2 separate regions of the Gossypium raimondii genome follow, and region 1 is linked to region 2. A link is a contact called in public Hi-C data. All regions are on one chromosome and are shown on one strand. Each heading gives the region's core, a stretch centred on a gene start, on an enhancer-like site or on the middle of the called end of the contact. The rest is flanking DNA. Distances are from core to core; before and after follow the strand shown.

Region 1 (6,780 bases), core at 810-3,309, 260 kb after region 2:
AAAAGAGCTCTTATTCTGAATTAGAAAAATTATTGTTTGAACCTACTTTAAACACATACTTTACATAAATATTTCAAATAGTTGGCCAACATTTTTAACTTCACTCCTACTTACGAAACAATACTACAACAAATAGTCCAATTCAAAATTTATTTCAAATTAGATTATTACATATTTGAACTCTGCCTTTTAGAGATGATGTCTAAACACTTAGCTATAACTTAATCTATATATTTTAATCAAAAAATTAAAAAGGATCTCCTATTTTCGAAACCAAACAAGGCAGAAGCCGATCACTATAATAGGCAACTTGTACAAGTATCCATATATCTCAGACAAAAATTTGGTGAGCCACATTAATTTGATTTAATTCCAAGCACATATATAAAAGGAAAGGAACTTTTCCATTTTCTTTCATATCATTCAACCCCTTGATGTCTCTATCTCCTTTGTTTGCTTCCAATGGCCAACCATCTTGATTGATATTATTCCAACCTTAAGCATATGGTTTCTAGATTCACATGTTATGGACCAATTTTTCCTTTTGCTGTACAATAAATATAATTAATAGTTTTAAACTAACATATTTATCATGTGAGATATTCCTTTGTTATTACAATAATTTAGAAGAGGTTTGAATATTCTCCATTTTAGATTTGAAAGGTTTATGGATATTTTAAAAATACATCAAATATTTAATGCATAAATTATATTTTTGTTTAACATTTTGATATATTTAATTATTTGTCTTACATTGTATTTACATAAATTAAATTATATGTATGAAATCATAATGGGAAGGAATCCACTTATACTTCTATAATATTTTGTACTTTAATACTTCAGTTATTGAATTTAACAATATAACGGTACATATTGTATATATACTTTTCAAATCGATCTAATCTTTAATATTGATAAAATATTATTTTTATTAATATATATGTAACGAATGAATCTTTTTACATAAAACAAATAATTAATATTTTATTATATTCAAAATTGAATAAAATATTAATTAATTATAATAATTAAAATATTAATCATATATAAAATTATAAAAAGAATAATTGTACCACAAGTAAATCTCTGTCATATATAATATATGTTCTTTTTTTTGCTGCTTTTTAATATAATCTGTATGTTCACACAAATGAATTACAAAATCCAGCTGTCGACCTTTTCTCTTGGTGCACTCTCATCACTTCATAGTCCCCATCATCATCATCATCATCATCATCATCATCATCATCATCATCATCATCATTATTTATAAGATAAAGATAAATTTAACCCCTAATATTTTTTTGTTTTGTCATTTTGATCCTTATTTTTGGGGGTCATTTTGGCGTTTAAACTTTCAAATTTAGTCAAATTATTTGTTTTTGGGCGGAAAATGTGACTGAATTGTTAAAATTTTAGCATCATTAATATGGCTACTAGGGTGATAATCCATGCATATTTCATAAAAATTCAAAAAGAAATTTAAAACTATTTAAAAATCAACAAATTTCAAAAAAATTTAAAATTTATCTATGTTAATAGTAAAATATACATAAAATGCCACGTGAACTTCCACATCAATGCCATTAATATTTTAACTATCCGGTCAATTTTTGATTAAAAGCAAGTGATTTAATTAAATTTTAAAGGTTGACGATCAAAATGACCCATAAAAAATAAATACCAAAATAAGGAAAATGTTGAGTTCTAAAATAATTTTTATACATTTATTCCCCATATCCAAATTTAGGTCAAATTAAAGAAAAAGAGTGACTCATATTTGGCACTAAAATTGGAACTTGCGTTTTCATTTCAAGTTCGTTAAATACCAAAAGCATATAAAATTATATGTATAAAAACAGGGGCTAGGGGATATGGTTTTATTTTTATATAACTCTTCAGACTACATACAATGAAATATGATTAGATCAAAGATGGTAACGTCAACAAATAAAGTTCAATCCAAACAGAAAAAGACAATGACCACATGATAATGATCGGACGTACCATGTGATTCGAGGGTCAATCAATACAGTACGTGCAAACATAGGCAGCATGGACCGAACATCGAAATCTAAACACTAAAGTGAAATGGACAGCTCGGTATTTCGTGGTTAAAAAAGAACCCCATCATCATCATCCATCATCCATCATCCATCATCCATCATCATCGACGTACTTAATGTGCATTGCATGCAAGCACACGTGGCTCAAACTCGTCGAAGAGTTCCACTTTCCTGTGTATGCCCATACCCTCATCATGTGGATTGCGGTGTTTTATTAGAGGCATACATATGTACATTACTGCAACATATTGAAGCTAAAGAAGAAAAAGCTAATAACACCAGTGTTAGAATTATTGCCAGTTGGGAGTGTGAGAGAGGGGGGGGGGGGGGGGAATCAATGTAAGGATAAGAATTCCAACTAAGGTAGGGACAATTGGTTGAGAAGGAAGTTTGGTATCAAATCAAATTTCGGGACAAATTTTTTCTTGGTCAAATTTTGGGAAAAAAATCCCTTATTTCATAATATTCAATTTAATTTTAAGGATAGATTTCAACTTAAAGGTATAAAGTTTAGGGACGTATTTACATGACTGTTTAAAAGTAATGTATATTGAAGGATTTGAATCCAAAACTTGGTAGAATTCTATTTAAATTAGAAATTGGATGGCTTTTTTTTTATGGCTTAATGGTATTGTTGGCTCTACAATTTTTTCAAAAAATTAATTAAACACTTTCAGAGGTGAATCCAGGGGGCTAGCAGGGGCCCTGACCCTCCCTAAAATGGAAAATTATTATTTTGACTTTTTAAAAAATTTTAAAATTTTAAATTAATAAAGATAAAATTACACTTTGTCCCCCTTAAAATTATGAAAATTTAATTTAATTCTTTAAAAATTATAAAGGTATAGACTATTAAAAATTAAAATTTTATTTCGGCCCTCCTAAAAAATATTTCTAGTTTCACCCCTGAACTCTTTACATCTAATTGATCCCCTAAACTAACAAAATTGGCCAAGTATAATAAGCTCTTTGACTGACATGGCCGTTAATGACGTTGATATGACACTCTATGTATGATTAATATATTCATACATTTAATCGTACATGCATGCAAACTCAATCAAATATATTATTAAATGGAGTACCACGTCAGTGCTATAACCGATCACGTCAATACTGTAGCGGTCAACGTTAGTTAAAAATAGATTTGATCAATTTGGTTTATTCAGGATTCAATTGACAAAAAAAAATTAAAAACAAAAACTTAATTGATTTTTTAAAATTGTTGGAAACGAATAATACAATTAAACTTTTTCTATTATTATTAATATAATTGTACGTTAAGCTTTTAGGGGTGTGGCTTTTCCCAAAGTGCCTTTACCTTGCAAGAAAACTTTTGAGTGGATGTTCAGAGTTTGAAAGATGGGAAAGATTTGTCCCACATTGCTTGGAAATTGGATAGGTAAAAGTGGAGTTCAACATTGAAAATATTTTACACTTTTTTGTAATGGGTGAAATGGACAATGATCATCCAGAACTTAAAAAAAAAACCCCCCAAGTTTACCAATCATTGATTTACTGGAAAATTCTCTGTGAATTACTGCTACAGGTTATCATCATGGCTGTCCCCTCCCCTGTTGCCGTCCCTACTGACTACTAGTGTTAAGGATATGGTTTTGATTTGAATGGTTACTGATTTATCTGGGATTCAGGAAAAAACAACGAGAAAGTTAAATGTCAATTTGAAATTTAGTGTTTGTTTTTATTCAATTTTTTTTTAAAATTCAGTTTTATTTTAGTACACATAAGAATAAGTTAAAATTTTCATTTATGAATTATAAAATTTTAATATTCAAATTTAAATTATAAAATATCGATGAACCGGATTGATATGAACGGATAAAATTATATTCGGTTGTGTTTGATTATATGTGATTTTAAGTTAAACTTTACTTTTATTTCTTTAAAAATAAAATAACATTATAATTTACACATTCTCGATGTGAGCAAAAAAAAGTTTATGTAAAAATTTATAAAATTTGATATAAAATTTAAATGTTGTTTTTATTAAAATGGTAAAATTAAAATAATAAAGATGGTTTCATGATTCTTATCATCTTTATGTATTTTTTAATTCTATTAAAATAATATTTGTTTTAATTTGTAAAAGAAATAGATTTTTGGTAATTTTACAATTAAGTTAAGACTTAGTTAATGGGTGATACTCATTTAGTCAAATACATTATTATAATATTGATACACTAATCATAATTTTTCAAAGGCTTAACTCACACATTGGTATCTAAACTATATTTTTTTTGTATCTTGATACTTCAACTTTTTTTGTCACAAATGGTATCTTTAGTCATCCCTATACATGTCATGTTCGTTGGATGGGATTCAAGCTCTTATTTTTGCAACTTTAGCTGCGGCTGATATAGGCGAATCTACGAAGGGTTATCATTGACTAGTTCTTGTTTTTGAAATAGTCTAGCTTTTTTTTTAACTTAGTTTGGTCCAATCCAATGTATGCGCAATTCAAGATAATCTACTTAGGAACCATAATATACAAATATGACAATCTAGAGTAATAACAAAAAAAGGTTATGATATTAGAGAATTGTAATAAAAAGGTAAACTACTTTCTCCCAAATTGATACATCCGTTATCTAACCATTAGTCAAACCATTAAATCTATTTTAAGAAAAAGGTTTAACCTACAAATTGATACTTAAATTATGCATTTTTTTTCTCATTTTGGTACGTAAACATTTATTCTCACAACTAGTACCTAAAATACTTTTTTCCCCAAGTTGGTATCTCTGCTAGTTTAACTGTTAGACAAACCGCTAAGTCTATTAAAAAAGGATAACCAATTAGAAATTGTCATGTGAGAAAAAGGCAAAAAGTGTTATTTGGTTCAATCGGTTAGTCCACTAGTTCTCAGTTTGATTAGTTTGTTTGGTTCGATCAAATAAATTATAAAAACCCATAAAATTTTAAAAAAAAACTAGAGAAATTTGGTTCAACTGCTTTCTTTAGCTTGATTCAACTAGTTTATATCAGTTCATGGATCAATCAGTTCAACCCCATCTTCGGACCAGTACCACGGCATCCTAAACCAACCAATTTGATAGGCCAGTCTGGCCCAATTTTGAAAACATTGGTTTTAATCGATGAAAGAACTTTTTTGAACCTGTTAGGTTGAGCAAGCAAGAGGTGAAGTTTAAAAATCAGGATTAATTTTCAATGTCTTTGCCTTTGGAAGGCGAATTTCAAGCATTGCTGGCATTGGTAAACATTATAAAGGAAAAAGAAAGAATAAAAAGGAAAACTAGAAAAAAAAGGGTAAAATATGTCATAAGTCCCTGTACTATTCATAAATTTAGAATTTAGTCAATTTACTTTTATTTTTAAGGAATTTAGTCAATATACTTTTCATATTTCAAAATTTAGATCCAATGTTATCACTATTAAATTTATTTTATTAAATCGATTCAAGACAATACCAATCTTTAGTTACACACTACTATGTGAGTATTGTTTTATTTCAAAATGTCAAATAAACAAATTAAAAAATAAATTTTAGTAATGTTAACAATTAGACCTGTATTTTTTAAATATGAAAAGTAAAGAGATTAAACTTCAAATTATTAAAGAATATGGTGATTTATGACATATTTAAAAAAAATAGAGAGAGAGAGAGGGGGGAGAGGGAGAGAGGGAGGGAGGGACGGAGGGAGAGGGGGGAGAGGGAGAGAGGGAGGGAGGGACGGAGGAGAGAGAGAGAGAGAGAGAGAGATTTTAAATTTTATATGTTAGTCACGGTCTATTGTTGGTTGGAATTTTTTCTTATTAGATTTAACATTTTGGTGTAAAACGGTTAAAGTAAGAATAGTTTAGGTAACACTTGTGGCAAAAAAAGGGGATAAAACCATGACCAACTTGGTCAAGGGTTCAGTCAATGCCTATGAGAATTGAACACATTTCATGGTCAATCGTTTACCTCTTCAGAGAGCACATGCGATGAGATGATTAGCCATTGCTACCGACGGTGGATTTCCAATTTTCAATCAAAACAAAAAAAGGAGGGGGGCTAGGTACCAACTTGGGAAAAGGATATAGTCTCATTTAGGGTTAAGCCTTTAAAAAAAGTAAGTTGATAATTTCACTAATGGTTGGACTAATTGAGATACTAACTTGAGAAAAAAAGAATAAGTACCAAATAAAATATGAGAATAACTTATATTAGGATGATCCTAAAATATATAGTTTTAGGTACCAATAAAATAATGTCACAATATCAATTTTTAAAGACATACAAATATTATTCTATACTCAATCACATACAATATCATCTCTAATTTAATTTTTCTTTAATTAAAATAATTAAAATTTTGGGAGAAAATGTTGAAACTATATGCTGAAAAACATAACAAAAATAAATAAAATTTTAAAATGATTAAATCAATAATTAAAAATTAAAAACGATAAAACCACAATCACAAATTGAAAAAAACTAAAATCAACCATTAAAAATATAGAAAAAATCAAAATTTGAAAAATATAACCACCTTTTATCAAATTCTGAAATTTGATTAAAAATTAAAGATATTGAAATTGAAATTGAAAAGTTACCTACCTTGAAATTAAAAGAATTAAAAAATTGACCGCATACAAATAAAACACAATTTGAAAGCAACGAAATAAAAGACGATTAATTTTAAAAGAGAACTAAAATAATTTAAAATTATAAAAAAAACATGTTTGT
Region 2 (6,629 bases), core at 1,132-3,631:
TCAATTGATGAGCATGATGGGGCTGTAAAAAGACAAATTGACAAAGGCATTCCCAGCAATACCGAAAATAATCATATTAGAGAAGGGAAAGAGCACTTAAAAACAATAGCACTCCGCCCGGGTAAAGTGCTTAGTAGGCCAGAGATCTTAACTCAAGAGATGCATACGGAGAATACTGAGGATCTTCAAGAAAGACCTTAAAAGTTGAAAATGAACCGAAGCCAGAGGTTGTTCTAGTAGAAAAAACGCTCCAAGATTTCGGCAAATTGTCTTCTTGTTTTGTTTGGTTTTAGGTGTCCATCTTTATTCTTCTTGTTAAGAATAATTGGACGGTGGTGTTGTGCCTTTTTACGTCCCTGCTCTGTGTTGGGGTTTCTATTGTTGTTCTTTTGCGTGCTTTCCAAGGTTTGTACGGTGGCGGTCTACGTAGTTGGTGCTGCTGAACCCAAGCCTAATTCTGGGAACGTTTTGATGGGATAGGGGGTCTTCTCAATCGGTGCTATTGCCGCTTTTGCCATAATTGTTCCTGATTACTTTTTACGTTTTCTTGCATGGTTCTTTTTTCTTTTTACGTTTCCTTCATGACTTTTAATTTTTTGTGCATGGTCCTCGTTTATGTGGGTTTTGTGAAGCCAGGTACGTTTTCTTTGATTTTTCTACATGTTTTCTGCATGCAAGTCTTTTTCCCGTGGTTTCCATACTTTGGCATTTATTACGTTTTGCTTTCTCTTCTGCTTTAATTTTTATCTTGATTTTTTCCTTTTATGTTGGCTGTTCGGTAGGGTATTGCTTTCTCGATTGATGGTTAACTGCCTCGCTCCTTAGCTCCCCCTGTTAAGTATGCTCTTTTTTGAGTTAGTCTCGTTGAAGTTTATTAGCCTTGTCTATTCCTTTCTGTTTTTTTTTTTTTTCCTTGGTGCGTTCTTGCTGCTCTTTTTTGTGGTATTGCAGTTGTCTTGGGTGTTCTCGAAGCAAAGTCTTTAAGCTCTGCTTGGCTTGGGTGGAAGGTTTTTCCTCTCGGACACCTTCACCGTCGTTCTCAATTATGGAGAAGGACATTAATGTGCTGCTGGAAAGGTTAAATTTCTCAGAAGAAGAGTCAAAAAGGGTGATTAGCACTAATAAGTATTCAACAAACCCTAAGGGTTATGAGGTATGGGCAGTAGGGAAGATAATGTCTAAAGAAAAAATCAATAGAGAAGCTATGTACCGGGTCTTTAAGTCTTTATGGTTTACAAAGGAAGAGGTTAGCTTTGTGGCATTACCCGAGGGTATTATATTGGTCAATTTTGGTGCTATTGATGACAGGGCGAGAATCCTCAATCTTTCTCCTTGGCTCTTCTATCAGTGCCTATTTGCTATATTACCTTTTGTTAAGGAACAAGGTTTGGAAGAATATGCTTCAATATCACGCCTTTTTGGGTAAGGATCTATAACATACCCGTTGAGCAAATGGATAGACAGATGGCTATCGACGTGGGAGAAGCGATAGGTGTGGTGTTGGCGATGGATTGGCGGGATAGAGATGGGGGGTGGGCAAAATATATTATAGTTAGGGTCAAAATAGATGTGTTGAAACCCGTTCGAAGGGTGGTTCATCTTGTTGGACGAGAGGAAACTGAAATCGTTTGCATCATTAAGTACGAGCGGCTACCTGCTTTTTGCTATATCTGTGGATCATTGGACATACAACACAAAAGTGCAACAAAACCGAAGAACATGTTGGATCGGGTAACATTAGCTTCCAATATGGAAATTGGCTTAGAGTGCAGCCAGGAGGAACAGCCCAGGGTATAGGCAACTGGAGGAATGGTATTGAAATATTAGAAAGCAAGACAAATCATAGCACAGAGACAAATGACGTTAAGGAAAGAAATGGAGATGAAAATGATCCTACGAGACTTAAAGAAAAAGAAAAGGTTAGAACAGGAGAGGAGGAATCCGAGTCTGGCTCTACTATGGATAAACGACCAACAAAACTTGCACGTGATGGACGAGGAAGAGCGCGATGTAAAAGAAAAAGAATAAGAGTAGGAAATGGAGAGAACATTGCAGAAAGTCTTGCCAGACTAGTGCGTAGAAAGCTTGCGGACAATCTTTCACCTTGCAAGGCGGTGGCTGGTGACTAGCCCCGCCAAGAGCAATGAAGCTCCTATGTTGGAACAGTTCGAGAACTTAAGCAACATCTTATTGCTACTAATCCTGACGTGGTTTTCTTGTGCGAAACAAAATTGCAGTCTAATAATTTCTCTCGTGTTCGTAACCTATGCAGGATGTATGGGTGTTTGGCAGTGAATTCGACAGGTAGAAGTGGAGGCTTAGCAATGCTCTGGAAAGAGGGAGTCAATGTTGAAATTCAAAACTAGTCTTGTCACCACATTGACTCGCTGGTTCATTTGGAGAATCACAACAAAATTAGATTCACTGGCTTCTACGGACATGCTGACCCTAACCAAAGAAATTGTTCGTGGGACATTCTTAAAAGAGTTGGGAGATCGGTCAGGGAAGCTTGGATCGTGGGTGGCGATTTTAATGCTATTATCAATGAAGCTGAAAAGGAAGGGGGCCGTAGAAAATCTAGGGCTTCTATGGAGGAGTTCCGTGAAGTTATGGAGGAGCTCTCTATGGTTGATATTAAAACGGACAAGGGATGGTTTACGTGGGTGAACAATCGAGAGGGGAACGCTATGGTCAAAGAAAGGCTAGATAGGTTTCTTATCTCTGCGAATGATTTTGAAAATTTCTCGTTTCTTAAATCTAGGGTGGTGAGACAGTCAAAATCGGATCACGATGCCATTGTTTTGGACACGGTGGGTCATAAACTGAATGAAAACTTCAGGGATCCTAGACTATTCTTTAAAAACAATGTGTGTTGGGAGAAGGAGGAGGAAGCCAAAAATATTATCAAGAATGCTTGGAGCTGGATTAACATGGATACCCTTGAGAAGCTCGAGAAACTGGGCCTGAAGCTTGGTCAGTGGCAGCATAGACGCTACAAAAGAATGAAAAATCAAGTAGGCATGTTGACTGCGAAGATTAATAATATCATTGATGGGCCCAACAGAGAGAGTAATGCGAGTAAGTTGAAAATGGCGTCCATGAAGCTTGGCCACCCCTATGATAAGTGTAAAATTTTGTCCCGTTAAGGTTTTCGTGTTGTAATCACGAGATTGGGTTTGTCCAATTTGGACCTATTATGTTTGGATAATTGGGCTTTGGGCTTGTTTGGGCTTTTGCCCCTAATTGTTTTTTTTATTTTGTTTTGTTTTTATGCTTTTCTAATTTTAATAATAATAACAGAATAATGATAATAATAAAAAATTAGAAAATAAAACTTTTTAAAAAAATTATATTTTAGCCTCTAAATTTTTCATAATTATATTTGAGCCCCTAAACTTTTTATAAATTGCATTTTGGCCTCATATATTTTCTAAAATTGTGTTTTTGCCCCAGAAGTTTTGCGTTCTCTACAGTTTAGTCTTTCTGGACATGTCAAATCACTCAATCGGCACCCAGGCGTGCATTGCCACCTCCAGCTACTCCGGCAGCCTCCCTAGGTTCATGATGCCCTCCACTGTCACCTGAAGACAAAGAGAAAGAAGACAAAATAAGCAAGATTAAAAAGAAAAAAACTGAAAGAGAAGAGGGATTCGGATAGCTACCAAGAAAGAAAAAGCAGAAGCAAAAAAAAAATCAAAACAACAGCAGCCAAAAGCCATCGCCACCGTCATGCCACCAACATCGTCACTCCACCGCCAAAACCTAGACACAAAAAGCCAATCAAAAAACAAAAACAAAGAAAAAAATAGTAAGCAAAAAAGAAGAGCAAAAAAAAATAAAATAAAAACCAAAACTTCCAAAGCCACTACGACCATTGAAGGCGGAGGAGCGGGTTGTGACGCCTTCAACTGTAGTGTTGTCGAAATAGAAGAGAAAGAGGAGAGGAGAAGGAAAGAAAAAAAAGAAAAAAGGAAACGAGAGAAAGAAAAGAGAGGAGAGAAAAAAAGGAAGAGGAGAGGAAGAGAGAGAAAAGAACGCCGTGACTGCCGCACCACCGGGTGAAGAAATCAACAATGCAGAGAGATGAGGGAGAGAAGAAATGGCTGAGGGCTAAAGGAAGAAGAAGAGAAGAAAGAAAGAAGAAAAAGGAAAGAAAAAAGAGAAAAAGAGAAAAAAGAAAGAAAAAAGGAAAAAGGAAAAAAAGAAAAAGGAAAGAAAAAGAAAAATAGAAAAAAAAGGAAAGAGAAAAGAGAAAAAATAGAAACAAATAGAAGAAAAAGAAAAAAAACAGCAGCAAGCCAAATCTAATAGGCCTAGCAGACCAGTGCAAACTAGCAGCCAACCAAACACCAAGCCTGCTCCAGTAGCTAGTAGGCCTCTAAGCCTGTTCAAAGAAGAAGGTGCCAAAGCAGACAAAGAATGACCCACCCGAAAAAAAAAAAGGAGGAAAAAAAAGAAAAAAGTCCATTCTTCAAGCCCATAATTTCGGGCCGTTGGTAATTTTTTTTATCCTTGTTTGAATTTAGTCCATGTATTTAATTGTTGTTTCATTTCAATTGAATTAGTATTTTTAAATAGCATTTTTAGAAATATTATTACATTTATTTTACTTGCATTTTTAAAATAAAAAAATCATTTTAATGCATAAGGCAGCGAACCGATTTAAAATTAAGTCATAGATTGTATTTTCTGTTTTTCTTTTGAGAGGTAACAAAGAAAAGAAGAAGGGAAGCTTACCTCTCTCTGGCCGAAAGCGTCGATCGGCGCCACCTCCATCGTGATCGGAGCTTGGGTATAAAACCCTAGCAGAGAACAAAAAGGGAGGAGGGGTGCAGCATTCTTTTTGTTTTAAAATAGGTTATGAAATTTTTAAAAGGAAAAGTTGGGTTTTATTGAAACCTCAAAACGACGCCGTTTTATCCAAGCCTTGACCCGCGCGGTGACCCGACCCGAAGGGGAGGATCCGCGCGTTTGGCTTTAATGGGTAAATTGTGCATTGAGTCCCTCCTGTTCGTGGCGCGTTGCAATTAAACCTGCTTTGTTTCTTTTTAAATTGAGCCGTAATTTTTATTTGTTTTTCAATTTAGCCCATCGTCACAAGTTTTTTGGAGGAGGAATAATTTCCCTTTTGGTCCTCCACTCTTGCGGGCGCATTCAATGTGGTCCTATTTTCAGATTTTCTTCGAATTTAGTTTTTTTTCCCCTTTTTAGTTCAATTTATCCTTTTTTTATTTTATTATGTTGTGCTATGATTTTATTATTATCATTACTATTATTATTATTATTATTATTATTATTATTATTATTACTACATATACACGCATGTTTTAGATAATATACATACATATATTTTAAAAGATTTTAAATATATATATTTTGTACATACAAACGTTCTTTATATATACATACTTTTGTTTTCAAATTATCTTTTTTCTAAATACGTATATATTCGTATATTTCTATTTTATATGTACATATGCATATCTTTTATCCATACGTTTTTTATATTTTTTAACTTTTATATACTTTATATTTTATATATATACTTATACATTTTTTTGTAAATATATATACATATACACATATTTTTAAAAATCTTATTTTCATAATTTTCATGTACATAAGTACATACTTTTTTATAAATTATTACAAGGTTTTTGTTTATATATTTCATTCCTTTTCTCTCACATGTATACTTATATGTTTTTTTGAAAAATACATGCACACATGTTTGCAAATTTACTTGTATATTTTACTCATGTGTATATTTTGTAAATGTATATTCATATGTGCTTTAAATCTAGGTTTTTGTTTCATATTATACATTAACTTTTAACTTACCTTTTGGGAAATATATTTTGGTTTCATTAAAATATTAAAATCATGATATTTCATAAATTTTCGAGATATTTGGCATTCGTGATTCTTGAGAAAGATCGTGTCCTAACTTACTAGATTGCGATTATTTTTTGATGAATTTAGAAAGCCAAGTATTCGTTTTGCAATAAATTCGCAAATTTTAAATAAGAGCTTATTCTCGGGAATTCAAAAATGTTGGGTCCTAACTTACTGGTCATGACATTTTCTTCTTGAAATAAGAATTTTCAAAAGCAAAAGGCAATATTCGGGTATTTTGAAGATTTAAAAACATTGTGCCCTAACTCACTGGGTGTGGTGTTTTATTTCTTTGAAATAAGAATGTCTTACTATTTTGATTCATTCATGAAATAAAAAGTTTCCTTTTAAAATCTTTTCAAATTTTCGACATCAAGGCATTAAAGAATCAATTTGGTACCGATTTTGGGCGTTGCAAGGGTGCTAATCCTTCCTCGTGCGTAACTGACTCCCGGACTCATTTTTTCAAATTTCGTAGACCAAAATCATTTTAAGGTGAGCCGATCACACCTTAATAAAGGATCGGTGGCGACTCCAGTTTTATTTTTAAAAGTCGACAACTAAAATTTTTGTTTTCAAAAAAACGGTTTCGACAGCTTGGCGACTCCGCTGGGGACTTTTAGAGAGTCGAGCCATGAATTGGTTATGTTTTTTCTTTTTTTCGAAAATTAAAAGTTTTTTTTTAAAAAAAAACATGATTTCTCTTCGCATTCATTGATTTTTATCATAGGGTT

The links. A called contact is a pair of places that touch in the nucleus more often than the background predicts.
Region 1: a contact with region 2 is called in a Hi-C map of leaf, with 2.4 times the contacts expected there. The contact joins two enhancer-like sites. A contact is called at or near these places in 2 of 2 Hi-C or Micro-C datasets (both in leaf).

The regions. Positions count from the first base shown.
Region 1 is chr1:36,619,497-36,626,276 of ASM2569854v1, forward strand. No RefSeq gene overlaps it. Among protein-coding and RNA genes, the nearest start is that of LOC128033614, 22 kb to the left of the region's middle. Within about 2 kb of position 2,060, the one cell type or tissue checked has open chromatin away from gene starts, as enhancers often do. A contact at or near this core is called in leaf, where this site is marked.
Region 2 is chr1:36,357,755-36,364,383 of ASM2569854v1, forward strand. No RefSeq gene overlaps it. Among protein-coding and RNA genes, the nearest start is that of LOC128032631, 4.0 kb to the left of the region's middle. Within about 2 kb of position 2,382, the one cell type or tissue checked has open chromatin away from gene starts, as enhancers often do. A contact at or near this core is called in leaf, where this site is marked.